Regions from separate parts of the Triticum aestivum genome. Here region 1 is linked to region 2. Evidence: chromatin contacts called from public Hi-C data. All regions are on one chromosome and are shown on one strand. The core of a region is the stretch at or near the end of the contact, and the rest is flanking DNA. Distances in the headings are between cores, read along the strand shown. Region 1 holds the start of LOC123164182 (BTB/POZ domain-containing protein At1g30440). Region 2 holds the start of LOC123167789 (purine-uracil permease NCS1-like).

Region 1 (7,446 bases), core at 1,289-3,788, 410 kb after region 2:
TTTAGGTTTTGTGCTTGACAAATTAAACGCTAGTTTTATTCTGCATTTGTTCAAGCCTAAACCGTAATTATTTAAAGCGCCTATTCACCCCCCCCCCTCTAGGCGACATCCACGATCTTTCACTTGGGCTGAGGGTTGAACATTCACGACTTGTAGGTTACACCAAGAGCTAAGAGCACCATAGAATAGGGTATTACCTCCACCGAATAGGGCCCGAACCTGTATAATTCCCTGTGCATACTCCTATTTCCATTCTTCGGTAGATACGATTGCCTCTGCATTCCTACCCCCGTAGCATTGTCTGGATTATATCCACGACAGCCGCTCCGCGCTCCAGGCATCACTTTTCCTTGGACACTTTGCCTATGGTCGAAATGAGCTTCAACTAGCCAGGCTGCATCTTGCGTTGGATTGCCTAACTGTTGGTAAAGAGCCTAGATCTCCCCATCATTGAGTTCCACCACGGCACTTTCCTCACTTCCCATGGAGCTATAATCTGGCGTGTCGACCATGTAACATCCTGGACCTAGGCCGCTTGCCACGGGCGTAAAGGCGCCATGGATGGCATCGCTATCGCGGGCCGCTCAAGAGGAAGTTGTGAGTGTGTTTCCCATCTTAAAGAAAAAAAGATTAAAAAAACATCACCTTCATCTTAATTCTTTTTAAGAAAATCTCGCATCACGTGGTATCACATCCATCTCAAAAAGAAAAAAAACTAGAAAAAATTTATCAAAAAGAAAAAGGAAAAAGGCTCACTTCCCTCTTCTAAAAATAATCTCCATAAAAGTAAAAATAAAATTTCATCGTGGCCAACCAGCATGCGCCAAGTTGCATAGCTGGTTGGCCGCCCTTTCACTGTGCCTTAATGGGTTTGGCAATTTTGTAAAAAAAAAGGGTAAGTGGAAAAGAAAGCATGGAACTGGATTAGTGCCTCGCTTGTCCTGTGACCGGGGGAATCTTTGCTGCCTTGGGACACAAGGGAAAGGGATGCATCGATTGGAGGAAGCATGGCATGGTGCTAATCATGCGCGGCTGCCCTCGCAGAATCCACAACCTTTTGCGTTGCCACAAGACAAACAAAAGTGATCAACAATGCGCCTACTGTCTAGTGCTACCTTACGGATAGTTTCTGTTTATGAAATTCCATGGTTGCTTCATCGAACATGAAAAACAAAAGATGGAGTGTTTAGGCCCTGCCCCGCGACGTGATTCCAGTTGTTTCTGGATGGAAGCGCCAATCTCCCCCAAATCTCTCGGCTGTCCCGACTTGCACGTTGGTGATCTCCATCATCTCCTCCACTAGGGACGACAGACCTTTCGGTCTCGAACATGCAAGAACTTGTCGACGGACATTGAAACATATGGATTCTTGCGGGTGTGGGTTTAGGACTTACGAGTGGTCATTTTGCTGCTGTGGTTGTGGACCACGGGGAGGATAGAAGACCCTCAAGAAAAGGCCAAAAGCACAGTAGCCAACGGTGGTTGATATTATAGTATAACAAGAAACACGCCGATTACCATTTACCGTCCCCTCACTTTCTCTGTCCAAAGATCTTCTCTTATCTTTAAAAAAATAAAGTTCCTATCTATTCATAGCAGTACAACGAAGAAAAATACAACCAGATCCCTAGACTATTTAGCCACGACTACAAACAATAAAACAAACCCAAAGCATGCCGTGGTCATCACCCAAGTTGTCAATTAGTTTGGAGGAGAGGGGCAGGGAGAATCAAAATCAAGAGCCTACCAATCAACAAAAATGAAAAAATAGTTGACTTCCTTCTCTCCTCCCAAGCAAACAAGAGATTAGGGTTCCTCCCTTCTATCAGCGGTGCCACCGATCTAACTCGTCTCATGTGGCCTAAGGTCATGGGCGTGCAGTGGATCCCGACCATTGCCGTCGGGAGGGCTCGGATGTTAGATGTTTTTTTGAATTTTGTTAGGATTTGTGTCCTGCTCAGAAATGTGAGACGGCGACGGTTCCTTAATGATGGAATAAAGTTTTCCCTGCCTAGCCTCCTATTCCGACGGTGCCTCTAGCATCGCCGGAGGCCGTGTGAAGGCGTGTCTCACATGATTCAGTTGGTGGTGGTCTTTGGTGGATCTGCTCAGATCCGGTCTTTGTTCATCTATGTTCATGTGTCTTCAGGCCGGATCTTTCCGATCTACATGTCTCTTCATCGATGGCGGTTGTTGTTCTGGTGCGCTAGTCCTATGTGGTCTTAGCACGATGACTTTCGGACTGTCATTACAACAAGTTTTGCTTGGCTCCGACGAATGAGGTGATGATGACCTTCGGCTTGCTTCAGTGCTTGTAATCGCCGCTAGGACGTCTACGGATCTGGATGTAAGTTTACTGTTCCTTGTATCGAAGATGAATAGATTGGAAGGTTTCGTAAAAAATAATACAAATACTACAATGCAGCCAAAGTGGATTCTGGGCCTGCCGGCTCTGGGCCCACAGCCTGGCTGCCTTCCTCCTCCTCCTCCTCCCCGTCTCCTTTCCGTTTGGTGTCCTTTTCTCCATAGGAAGCTGTGAAGCCCACCCAAATCCACACCACAGCAGGACTACTAGTACTAGTACACCGAGCCAAAGAAGAGAATGTTCTTGGATCCCCTTCCCTGCCTGCCACAACATTCCTACTCCCCCACCCTTCCAGTCCCCATAAACAAACAAACCAACAAACCTTCCTCCTCCTTCCCCTCCTCCTCCGGCGGCACCACTGGTCATCGACCTCTCTTCCTCATCTTCTTCTTCCGGGTCCGGGACGGTCCATTCCTTCGTTGAGTCGGGATCTTGGGCGGAAGAATCCAGGAGTAATTCGGCGGGTGGGTTTAGTTAGGTACCACAGTTATCCAAAGGTCCGCCGGCCCTTCTTTTCCGCGTCTCCAGAGGTCGCCGGAATCTCTCCTCTTCTCCTCACCAGTGGATGTGCAATCTCGTGTCGGCTCTCCGCGTAATCTGGACGCTCTTCGCCTTCCACGTCGCAGCGACGTCTCGGGGGATTTTGGGCTAAGATTGAGGTTTTGCGTGCGTCTGCCTGTGTGGGGAAAGTGCTTTCCTTTTCTCTTTTCTTTTCCCTTGGTTTCTCGAGGATTTGGTTCTGGTGTGTGCGGGGGGCCGGAATCTCTCTCTGCCTTTGATCCCAAGCAACCGGCCGCCTCGTTCATGTAGTGCGGCGTCCACTGGAACCTGGGACTCCTAACATGGCCTGCCTCAAGCTGGGATCAAGGGCTGATGTGTTCAGGAAGCAGGGTCAAGACTGGTATGAACAGCTTCTCTCTCTTTCTTCATTTCCCCCAACATGATCCTCTGCCATGTCTAGCCTCATGGTTGCAAATGACAATTTTAACATCTTATTAAAGTTGCTTCACCTTTTAATCCGTGCAATGTTTTCATTACTTGCTCTATTTGCTGCCATAATTGACATTTTTTAGCCATTGGAGTGTTTGTCCCTGTGCCATTACTTCTTTCAGGAATTGGAAAAATAATTGAATAGGTGCCATATGTGTGTACTAGAAGCTCCCATAAATCATCCATGGCCCAACCTCTTCCTGTTGGCCTCATCTGGGGTACTGATTATAATATGCTAACCAACTCCTTCTGGATGGAAGGCTCTGATCAAAACATCGAGCCCAGGCCAGCTAGGAAAACTACAACCGATTTTTGTTTTTAAGCTGACGCAACTTTCTGGGAGGACTCCCTACCAGTTATTTATCTAAAGACAGCCTGTTAATCAATATCATTATGCTAGGACTGTCATTTCGATGCATTCGATGCTCATACCGTTTGGAGTACTTCATCTGTTCCTGGAAAAATGGAACCTACCTTTTATAGTACCATTTTTGGGAGTTATTCAGATCAAGGCAGTGATGGGTAAAGGGATTAGCATTTATTCCCACCCTTCCATGAGAAATGTTGTCTCACCTGACTTTTGGGCCCGGTCGTTCTTATGTTCAGTACTTGCTGGAGCTGCACATGTTGGGCACTAAATGTGCCATATTGATTCCTCCAAATTCTGTTCTCTCATCACAATCACGCCGAGCATTACTCCGTCAGATACCGGTCCTGGAATATGTAATAAACTGCTACAAATCTGAAACTTGAGTATTTTTTTGGTTACGGTTAGAAGGCTTATAGCTAATCTCTCTTATGTGGTCTCTTGTATCCTATTTAAGTGCAATCTTTTTTTAGAACCATCTTTATTAGGCACATCACTTGATCAACACTTCTAAAGACATCTAAACTGTATTTAGAAGAGAGAGAAACAATTGTGACGTAGATTATTATTTTCAAGTCTGACCATGGATATTTTAGTGCATTTCTGTGTGCATACAGTCTAGAAGTTAGGAAGTCAAGCACGTTAATGTGCCTGGAGCTGGTTGTGATCAATGTTCAAGATATCGGTAACTAGTACCATATCAGTTGGGTGCTGAGTAGGGACAAATAGGCAAATTTTCCAGTTAATTGGCCGATAAATCAGTTAATCGGCTACTCGGTGACCCACCGAGTAGCGATTAACTGACCGAGATGCCGGTTTAACTAGCCAATATTTGGAACAATATTCATGATAACACATGGCCTTTTTATCCCTAAAATTTTCCATCTTAATGAGACAAGCTGGGGCTGATGTAAGATGTTGATATTCAGCTGGATTATGTAGTGCATTAAGTTTAGTTCACTCCGTTGATGAGCTCAAAGAGCACCAAAGTATACCATGTTTTTCCAAGAAGCAAAAATGCTGGAACATGTAGGAACAAATACATGTTGAAATAGTAGAAAAAAAATAGGGATAGACATGGAGGGTAGTGAGTTTGTACATCTACCCCCACCCAAGCGAGGCTCAATTGCTACATTGAGCTCATGTTCACTTTAGAATAGATGGCCGAACTAAATGCAGCTCATGTTCATACAACAAACTAATATTATCTCATGTGGTTTGGCTGGAATAATTTTCCCACTTATATTCATGTACTTCCGCATGCTCTACAGTTATAGCTTTGTAAGCACACTATTTTATATAAACTAAATTGTTTGAACAGAAAATTACTAATAGAAATATGTCTGTTATGTAGGTATTGCACTACTGGCCTTCCCAGTGATATAACTGTGGTGGTTGGGGAACAATCTTTTCATCTCCACAAGGTAAAAATTTCACTAATATAGTTCACTAAGGCTTTCATGTGTTTTCACACAATTTTGTTAGCATTGTGCGATTTTTACTTTGATTCTGGGAAACTTCTAGTACCAATATGTGCATACCACTCCGTCCATCCCAAAATAAGTGTCTTTGATTTAGTACAACTTTATTTAGAGACAAAAAATAGATGTACATGTCTGTGGAGGATGAAGTAAATTACCTTGTAACAATTGATATCTGTTTTACAGTTTCCTCTATTATCGAAGAGTGGCCTTCTGGAACGTCTCATCAGAGAGAAAATTGAGAAGGGAGAAGATAGCTGTGCCATTGATCTATCTGATATTCCTGGGGGAGCAAAGGCTTTTGAACTAGCTGCTAGGTTCTGCTATGGTGTGAAGTTTGAATTGACTTCCTCCAATGTTGTGCACCTTCGCTGCGCTTCTGAGTATCTTGAGATGACTGAAGAGATCGCCGAGGGAAATTTGATTGCGCAGACAGAGAACTTCCTTACCCAGACAGTTCTCAAAAGCTGGAAAGATTCAATCAAGGCACTTCATACTTGCGATGACGTCATTGATCTTGCTGAAAAATTGCAAGTTGTGAAGAAGTGCATAGACTCAGTTGCAACTAAATCAAGCACTGATCCCGATGTATTTGGCTGGCCTGTCGCCCAGTATGGTGGTCCCACACAGAGTCCTGGAGGGAGCTTCTTGTGGAATGGTATTAGCACTGGAGCAAGGCCAAGAAATTGCAGTTCAGATTGGTGGTATGATGATGTGTCATGCTTAAGCCTTCCATTATACAAGAAGGTAATCTCAGCTATGGAATACCGAGGCGTCAATCAGGACATTATTGTTGGATCCCTTAACCATTATGCCAAAAGGCGTTTACCTGGTCTGAATCGGCGCAAAAGCATTAGCGATGTCAGTAACTGCCTTTCAGTGTCAACTTTAACCGCCATGCCTTCTGAAGAGGAGCAAAGGTATCTTCTTGAGGAGATTGATAGGCTGTTACCTTTCCAAAGGGGTGTTACATCTTGCAAGCTGTTATTTGGCCTTCTGCGCACAGCGATCTTCCTTAAAGCCAGCTCATCCTGCATGTCCAACTTGGAGCGTCGGATAGGTTTGCAGCTTGATAAGGCCACTCTGGAAGATCTTCTAATAACAAACATGTCTGAATCTATTGAAATGCTCTATGATGTGGATTGCGTACATAGGATTCTTGACCATTTCTTGGCAATGGATCAAGAAACTGGTGGAGCTTCTCCTGGCATTGGCGAGGATGGGCACCTATTGGCTTCTCCATCTCTATTGCCGATTACTATGGTTGCTAAGTTGATCGACGGCTACCTAGCTGAAGTTGCACCAGATGCCAACCTAAAGTTGCCAAAGTTTCGGTCTTTGGCTGCTGCCATACCAGACTATGCTCGGCCAATAGATGATGGACTTTATCGCGCTGTTGACATCTATCTGAAGGTAACACTTCTTTATTTCTGCTCCCTGTTTCCAATGACACAATAACACACCGGTAGGTGAATTCTTTTGCATATCCTCAGTAAGGCAAATCATTATTAGCATCCATAACTTAGTTCTTCCTATCCTTGCAACTTCTTGTCAAAGTTATATTTAGAAAGATTGGTGGATGGCTGTTCTGTATTCAGTTCCAAGACCTTTTCTCAGTGAAACTAGATAGTACAGCATAGGTTTGTGATCATTCATATTGAAGAAATAGTGGAATAGGTTCAGAAACATTATTTAGGTTGCACGAAGATGGTGCTTACTGCTTACTGTTTACTGTTGTTCCTTTTATCTTCCGAAGCTTATCTCTACTCTTATAAAAAACAGAGTTGGTGATGATGGTGTGCCTGCCATCCTGCAATATAGGCCGTCCGATTTATATTTGACGGATAGGAAGGAAACTCTGACAATTTTGCAAAAAGATACCCACACCCCTCTCCACATTTGCAAATAAGGCCTTCCCTTGTTCATCCTTTTCTCTCGCAAGATAAACTACTCATACAAATGCATCTTGATGTTCCGTGCAACGCACGGGCATCTTGCTAGTAAATAGTAATGTTTGTGTAATAGTATTTGATTTGACATCGACAGATAGCTAGTAATGTTTGATGTGCCATCATAAGTTCGCCTTGCTGATGCTTGTTCATGTTTTTTTTTCTGCTCCTGTACATAGGCTCATCCTCATCTGTCGGAATCGGAGAAGGAGGAGCTTTGCCGGGTGATGGACTGCCAGAAGCTCTCCCTGGAGGCTTGCACCCACGCGGCGCAGAACGAGCGTCTCCCCCTGC
Region 2 (7,093 bases), core at 4,526-7,025:
ACGCTTGCTGGCCGACTTAGCCATGGGTGCCCGCTCGGCGGTCGCGACGAGGCGGTTGTCATAGTGGGGGGCCTGCTGGTCGGCCCTGCGCTTGTTGTTCTACTGGCGGCTGCTCTCGACGGCCAGCTTGGGAGGCGGTGCCGGTTTCGCCTTGCCGGCTTCGTCCAGTACCACCTGGATCTTCATGGCGGAGTCGGCGTTGGCGTACTTGTCCACCGTGACCATGAGTCCAGCCATGGTTTTTGGCTCGGACCGCAAGAGCTTGTGCTTGAGGAGGGTGCCATCCCGGCAGACGCTTGTGAAGTACTGGATGGCCTGGACCTCGTGGACGCCCTCACAGTTGTTCTAGAGCTCGGTCCAGCGTGCGAGGTACTCGCGGCCGGTTTCCGCCGGCCCCTGCACGCACATGGCGAGCTGACTAGGGCGGCCGGGGCGCTTGTAGGTGCTGGTGAAATTACGGATGAAGGCCTGCTCGAAGTCGACCCACGCGTTGATGCTGCCAGCCGGCAGGCTGTTCAACCACATGCGGGCCAAACCTTGGAGCATGAGCGGGGCGTAGCGCACGGCAAGGCGGCGATTGCCGCCCGCGATGCCGATGGCGGTGTTGTAGTCGATGAGCCAGTCCTCTGGCTTGACGGTGCCGTTGTACTTGGGGGTGTCGCGGGGCAGCGTGAACCCTTTATGGAAGAGCTCATCCCGTATGCGTGGGCCGATACAAGCTGGCCCAACAGTGTTGTCTTCCTCCAACTCGAAGGACAGGGCAAGCTGGTCGAGGCGGTAGCGAGCGTCGGCGTCGTCGGTGGAGCGCGGGCCCAGCCGGCTTGCGACGGGACCGCGGGGTGCCGGGTTGGCCGAAGCCGGATTGCCGCGTCGGCCGGATGGTGGAGGAGGGTCTTGCAGGCGCTGGCCTCCCGTGGCCGGCTTGTTGCCCAAGCCGTCTCCGGCCGTCATGGCGCGGGTGCGCCAGGTTCGCGTTTGGCCAGATTGAGCTTCGTTGGGGCGCGGGGCAGACGCCGTGTTCTGCTGCTCGCGCTCGGGGTCTTTAGAGCAGTGCGAGACTGATCCCGCCAGATGGTCGGGGCGGTCCTGCTGCGCGTTCGCGGTGTCGAGAAGCTCGTTCACGCCCTGCAGTCGCTCCTGCAGCTCCTCGCCCTGCAGTCGCTCCTGCAGCTCCTCGCCCTGCAGTCACTCCATGCCGACGGCGGCCGCTTGCGCAGCGCGCATGTTCTTGGAGGGGGTGTCGTAGACGGTCGGGGCCGCGCCGAGGGCACGGCCAATGGCGCCGCCACGGGCCCGCACCTCGGTGACCCGGCTGGGCTCGGCAGCGGTTGGCGTGAAACCGTATGCGGCATCATGCTCCCGCTGGACGAATTCCAACCGACGCTGGATAGTAGCGAGCGTCGTGGCCTCGTCCAACAGGCACTTGCGGCCCTCCTCGAGCCGGGCCAGGGTTTCAGCAACGTTGGTGGCGTTGGTGTCGGTGTCGATAGGGACGTTGAGGTTTTGCATCGTGGCACGCAGCGGGTTAGGCACGTCGGTGCGCTCCGCCGCGGCCTTGGCGGCAGCAGCCTTCTTCGCGGCGCTGGATGAAGTGGAGCCGGAGTCGGTGGCGAACACCTCCACCCGGACGCAGAGATCCGCCACCCCGGCGGAAACTTCGTCGCTGAGGGGGACGGGTGAGTCGGAGACGTCGAGCACCCCGCTGGGATACTCATCGGCCGCGGGCACGTCGGAGATGCGCAGCACGATGAAGGAGGCAGTGAGGGCGTCAGCCGCAAGCGCGACGTGCTCGTCGGAGTCAACGCAGGGCCCCGTCTGGAACATGTCTCCGGCCGGGACCTCGAGCTGCCCCACGGTGGGCGCCAACTGTCGTGGTGGGCGCACGGCAGATGCCAAGGGATGGCTAAAGAGAGGGACAGGCTTGAGGGCACCGGTGGGCTCCAAAGGCGAGGTCGGCATGAGCGAGCGAGGGACGTAAGACATACCCAGGTTCGGGGCTCTCCGGAGAGATAACACCCCTAGTCCTGCCGAGAGTGGATTATATGTGGATGCGCGTAGCAGTACAGAGTTGCTCCTGGAGCTATTTGGAGGAGGGAGGAGGGCAGGCCAAGGCTTAGGCTGCTCCTTCTCCTGGTGGGTGGGTGTGTTCTACTAAATGATCTGATCGCCCCATGCACGGAGGCCTCCTGGGGGATTTTATAGGTCAACCCCCCAGGGCTACAATGGTAAAGTTACATGGCCATGGGGCCGGGACGTCAGCGTCTGGGAAGCCAGAGCTGGGACCCGCCGGGTGCCAGGATTCATCGGGTTCTTCGGGCGCGGCCCCCGTGCGCCAGGGGGAAATGTTCTCCGTCTTGTCATGCGTCACGGAGTGGTTGGGCCGGCTCGGCTACACTGGCGCATCGCCTGGTCGCCATCGGCTTGTGTCAGCGGTACGAGGGCGGCACTGTTGCCACGTCGGCCTTGGTCAGGGGAGTAGGTCGACCACTATTGCCACGCCCCTGCCAGTCAGAGGAGTTGGTGGGGCACTGTGGCCTTGCTCATCCCCTCTATGGAGACTTGTTCCGTCGTACGCCTTGGATGGGACGGGAGCTAACCCGTGGCTGGGTTGAGAAAGACGCCACAAGGGCGCTGGCTTGTTGGAGAACTCTTGGCTTGTCGAGTTCGGCCTGCGTGCGCGAGCAGGCCGGGCCGTGTTTCAACCCGGTCGGGTTGACGAACCTGGCAAGCGCAAGCCGGATTGAGGGGTGATGCCAGCCTCGATGTTTTTGAAAAAGATCCGGATTCCGTTGCCTGACCGGAGTTCATCCCCCGACATCTAGAAGCAGAAACCACAACCGCAATCAGGACTGCAAGAGGGAGGACGAACAGGAATCCAACCTTGTCGCGATATGAACAAGGTCGGCCAAGGCGGTGCAAAGAAACAACGATGGGACAACAAGTCCAGATGCCCAGGGCGCACCTATGAGGAAATCAGGGCACCAAGTCCAGTCGGTGCAAAGAAGCATCGATGGGACAACAAGTCCAGGCGCCAAGTCCAGTCCAGACACACGTATCATTCTTTCTAATACGAGGTGATGTCTCATCGATAATGGGATGCACGCAAATATTTAGTTAATTTCAAGGCTCCATAACTCTAGTATTCAACGGGCAACAATGTGCATGTCTTTCTTTTCCCTCCAGCAAGACGACTTGGGCAAAGTCCTCCTCCCCTCGATCTTCGTCGCTGAGCCCATGGACCCGCCACGGCTCTGCCTATGCTCCGGCTAGTAGATATGTTAGGGATTTAGTCCTCGCATGAGTGGCTCTGATGGATGGCGATGCTTCTTCGAGTCAGTCTTCCGGCTTCGTTCCTTCTCAAGTTCATCCGTCGACACAGATTATATGAGTTCTGGCGTAAATTCCTGCCAGTTCCTCGGGGCGGCGAGGTTAGGGTTTCTCATTGCACATATATGACAACGAGATTTAGTGTCAGGTTCTTTAGATCAATTATTAAAGGGCGATGCTAGGCGCCGGCGCACCGGCCGGACGCTTCGGCCGGTCCAACCCTAGCCGTCAGATCGGCCCATTCCGATCCGTTGGATCCTTATCCAACCAGGGCGTCGTCTTCCTCTCGCGAGCGCGGACGGGAAAGGAACCCCGTCTCGTCGCCCGTCTTCGCCGGTCGCCCCACGCTCCGGCACTCAGCTCGCCCCGCCCGCTCGCCGCCCCGGCCGCCGGTTGGAGCTGACCGCTCGCCGCCTCGGCCGCCCATCGGAGCGCCATGGATGCAGCTCCGCGACTCAACTCGTCCAAGTCCGCTCGCCACCCCGGCCGCCCGTCGGGGCCGCCCCGTGCCCCGGGACTCAGCTCACCCCGACCGCTCGCTGCCCCCGCTGCTCGTCGGAGTGCCATGGATGCAGCTCCGCCTCACCGATGATTGGTTCCAGCAAAAAATAGAGATGCCCCGTGGTAGCATTTTCCCGTGTCAGTCGTAGCAAATGAAGACAATGGTTGCAGCAAAAAAAATCCATCAGCGTCGCCATTGTAGCAAACATGTTAATCGGATGTAGCAAAACACATCGCCAATGGTAGCAAAAAACGAGGTTGTTGCAACAAAAAATGTTCATCCTCGTCGTCGCCGGTCACACCTCAGTCGCAAAAAAAGTACCATGGCCGCATGAATGGATGTAGCAAAACACACAGACGGTAGTAGCAAAAAATTGACACGGTTGTAGCTTTTCCCCTCTACGGTGGAAGCTTTTCTGTAAACGATTGAAACTTTTTTCGTTTTGAGCAGCGCCTGGGTGAAAAATTCATCTCTCGTTCGGTTGAAGCTTTTTTCATCGAAGGTTGTAGCATTTTCTGTAGACGGTTGTAGCTTTCCTCGATGGCACTGAACGCTTGCAACTTTCTGATATCCGATGTAGCAAAACTCGGCGCCGGTTGTAGCTGAGTGGTGTGCCGGTTGTAGCAAAATGTGATACAGGTTGTAGCATGTAACAAAAAAGCGCGATGTCTAGTGTTTGCTCGCGATGACGATGACACCGTTTTGCTGCAACAGTAGTAGATTTTTGCTACCACCGGCGATTGAATTTGCTACAACCGGTTCTAACAAAAAATCACCGTGGGGTGTAGTCTGCCATGGCTGGGGAGGCTCGAGCGCTGCAAGGTCTGGCGAGGGGCGGCCGGGGCGGATTCCAGGGAGAGGCAGAGGGGCGGATTCTGGGAAGAGACAGAAGGGTAGTAGTCCGGCGAGGGGCGGCCGCATGCGAACGAGATCCGGCGAGGAGCGGCCGCACGCGAACGACATCCGGTGAGGGGCGGCCGCACGCGGACGACAAGGCGCTCTTCTCTGGCGGCGGCGGTCGAAGGAGCCCGCTGGTCGTCTGGCCCGCGCGTGGTGCCTGCCGGCTCTGGTGCCCTCCTGTACGTGCGCTGCGCGAGGAAGAGGGAGACCGGCCGAATCGTTCCGCCGGTGCCCCGGCCCCAAACGTTTCCCATTATTAAAGGGTTCAGCGGTGAAGATTGCGGCTCCAGAGTGCTGGTTCTTAGGGACACATGCACGAAGACTTTCGACTATATTTGACAAGTTCAGGTCTTGTTCAGTGGTTCAGGGACCTTGATGTAATTTCCATTATACTTGGGGTACTTCGTAGTTTTGATGAACTTTTTATATTAGATCAGAGCCTCTTTTGTTAAAAAAAAGGCATTGGACGATTTGCGAGTACATATCCATGAGTATACTCAGCATTGCCTCGAAAATTAAATATGGTCAAATTAGAAAACCGCAATTGTTTCACGACACAAATTTTCAACGTGATCCAAGCAGTTGATGACTTTGATGTCATCGATGATTCCGAGCGTATCTTCGTGGATGGAGCAGAGCGCACCACCGAAGCGTTTAACCACTCATGAGAGATGTTGCACTCGGGCCAGCGGGCGTATGTGCCGCAGTGACGAGGTCACTCTTCATCTCCTTTCACTGTATCTGTGGTGATACATTTTAGTACTGTATATATTTTTAGAAGGATTATTTTTTACAATGAAACCGTGGGAAGATGGCCACAGTCTCTTTTTTTTTTGTTGCGTGGTGAGGCATGGCCACCTTGACTTTGCCTAACAAAAAACGAATTTGATCTTTTGCCGTAGGCAATGGCCCGTCGGTACCGTAACCAGCAGTGCAACCAACCAACCAGGTTTCGGCTCCTCGGACGCAGGCCCCCCTGCACGTAACACGTGCCCCTCCCCTTATCACCTCCCCCGTTTGCAAACACACTCGAGTCCAGCAATATTTCGCGCCACACCCTCCTCTCGTTCCTTCCCCTGCTTCCCCTTCCGCTTCCGCTTCTCTGCTCGCGCGGTGCGGCCACTACCACCTCGACAGTCGACACGATGGCCGCCGTGTCCATGGCCCTGTCCCGACCGCTCGCCGCACGGCATTCCGCTCACCACCTGCAGCTGCACCACCTCCTCGCCGTCTCCACCTCGCCGCCGCGGCTGCCTCTGCTCCCGCGTGGGCCGCCAGCCGGGATCGCGCCTCTGCACCTCCCTCGCGGCGGCGGCACGGCCAGGAGGATCATGCCCGTCTGCCCCAGGCTTGGGTCGGGCGGATCGGACGACCTGGCCCCGACGCCCAAGTCGGAACGCACCATGACGGGCTTCGACCTGGCCAGCCTCTGGGTGGGCCTCGTCGTCGGCGTGCCGGCCTACTACCTCGCCGGCAGCCTCGTCGACCTCGGCATGTCGGCGATCCAGGGCGTAGCCACAGTCACGCTCGCCAACCTCATCGTGCTCGCCACGCTCGTGCTCACGGCCGCGCCGGCCGTCACGCACGGGCTGCCGTTCCCGGTGCTCGCGCGCGCCGCCTTCGGGGTTCACGGCGCGCACGTCCCGGCCGTCGTCCGCGCGGTCATCGGCTGCGGGTGGTTCGGGATCGAGTCGTGGATCGGCGGCAGAGCCATCTTCCTCCTCCTGCCGGCGTGGCTCAAGACCCACGCGCCGCTGCTGAAGCCGGTGCCCGGCCTCGGGGCCTCGCCGCTCGAGATCGCGTGCCTCCTCGTCTTCTCGGCCGCGCAGCTCGCCGTCATCATGCGCGGCATGGACGGCATCCGCAAGCTCGAGAAATACGCAGCACCGGTGCTCGTCGCGCTCACCTCCGCGTTGCTGGCCTGGGCCTACGTCTCCGCCGGCGGTTTCGGGCCCATCCTCTCGCTTCCGCCGCGGCTGGTCGGCGGCGACTTTTGGCAGCTCTTCTTCCCGGCGCTCACCGCCAACATCAGCTTCTGGTCGACGGTGGCCATCAACATCCCGGATTTCGCGCGGTACGCCCGGAGCCAGACGGACCAGGTGCTCGGCCAGATCGGGCTGCCGGTGTTCATGGGCATGTTCACCTTCGCCGGCCTCGCCATAACCTCCTCCACCGAGGCCATCTTCGGCCAGGTCATCTCCGACCCCATCGACCTCCTCAGCCGCATCGGCGGGCCCGCCACCAGGGTCCTCGCCATCTTTGGCATCACCCTAGCCATCATCACCACCAACATCGCCGCCAACGTCGTCGCGCCGGCGAACACCCTCGTCGCGCTCGCGCCGCAGACATTCACGTTCGCCAAGG

Evidence for each region. A called contact is a pair of places that touch in the nucleus more often than the background predicts.
Region 1: a contact with region 2 is called in a Hi-C map of leaf, with 4 times the contacts expected there. The contact joins the promoter of LOC123164182 here to the promoter of LOC123167789 in region 2. A contact is called at or near these places in 2 of 5 Hi-C or Micro-C datasets (both in leaf).

The regions. Positions count from the first base shown.
Region 1 is chr7D:389,946,755-389,954,200 of IWGSC CS RefSeq v2.1, forward strand. It overlaps LOC123164182 (BTB/POZ domain-containing protein At1g30440), which reads left to right and starts at 2,539. Exons shown (of 4, transcript XM_044581593.1): 1 at 2,539-3,266; 2 at 5,077-5,146; 3 at 5,390-6,616; 4 at 7,332-7,446. The coding sequence starts at 3,208.
Region 2 is chr7D:389,529,140-389,536,232 of IWGSC CS RefSeq v2.1, forward strand. LOC123167789 (purine-uracil permease NCS1-like) reads left to right here and starts at 5,776. Exons shown (of 1, transcript XM_044585652.1): 1 at 5,776-7,093. The coding sequence starts at 5,875.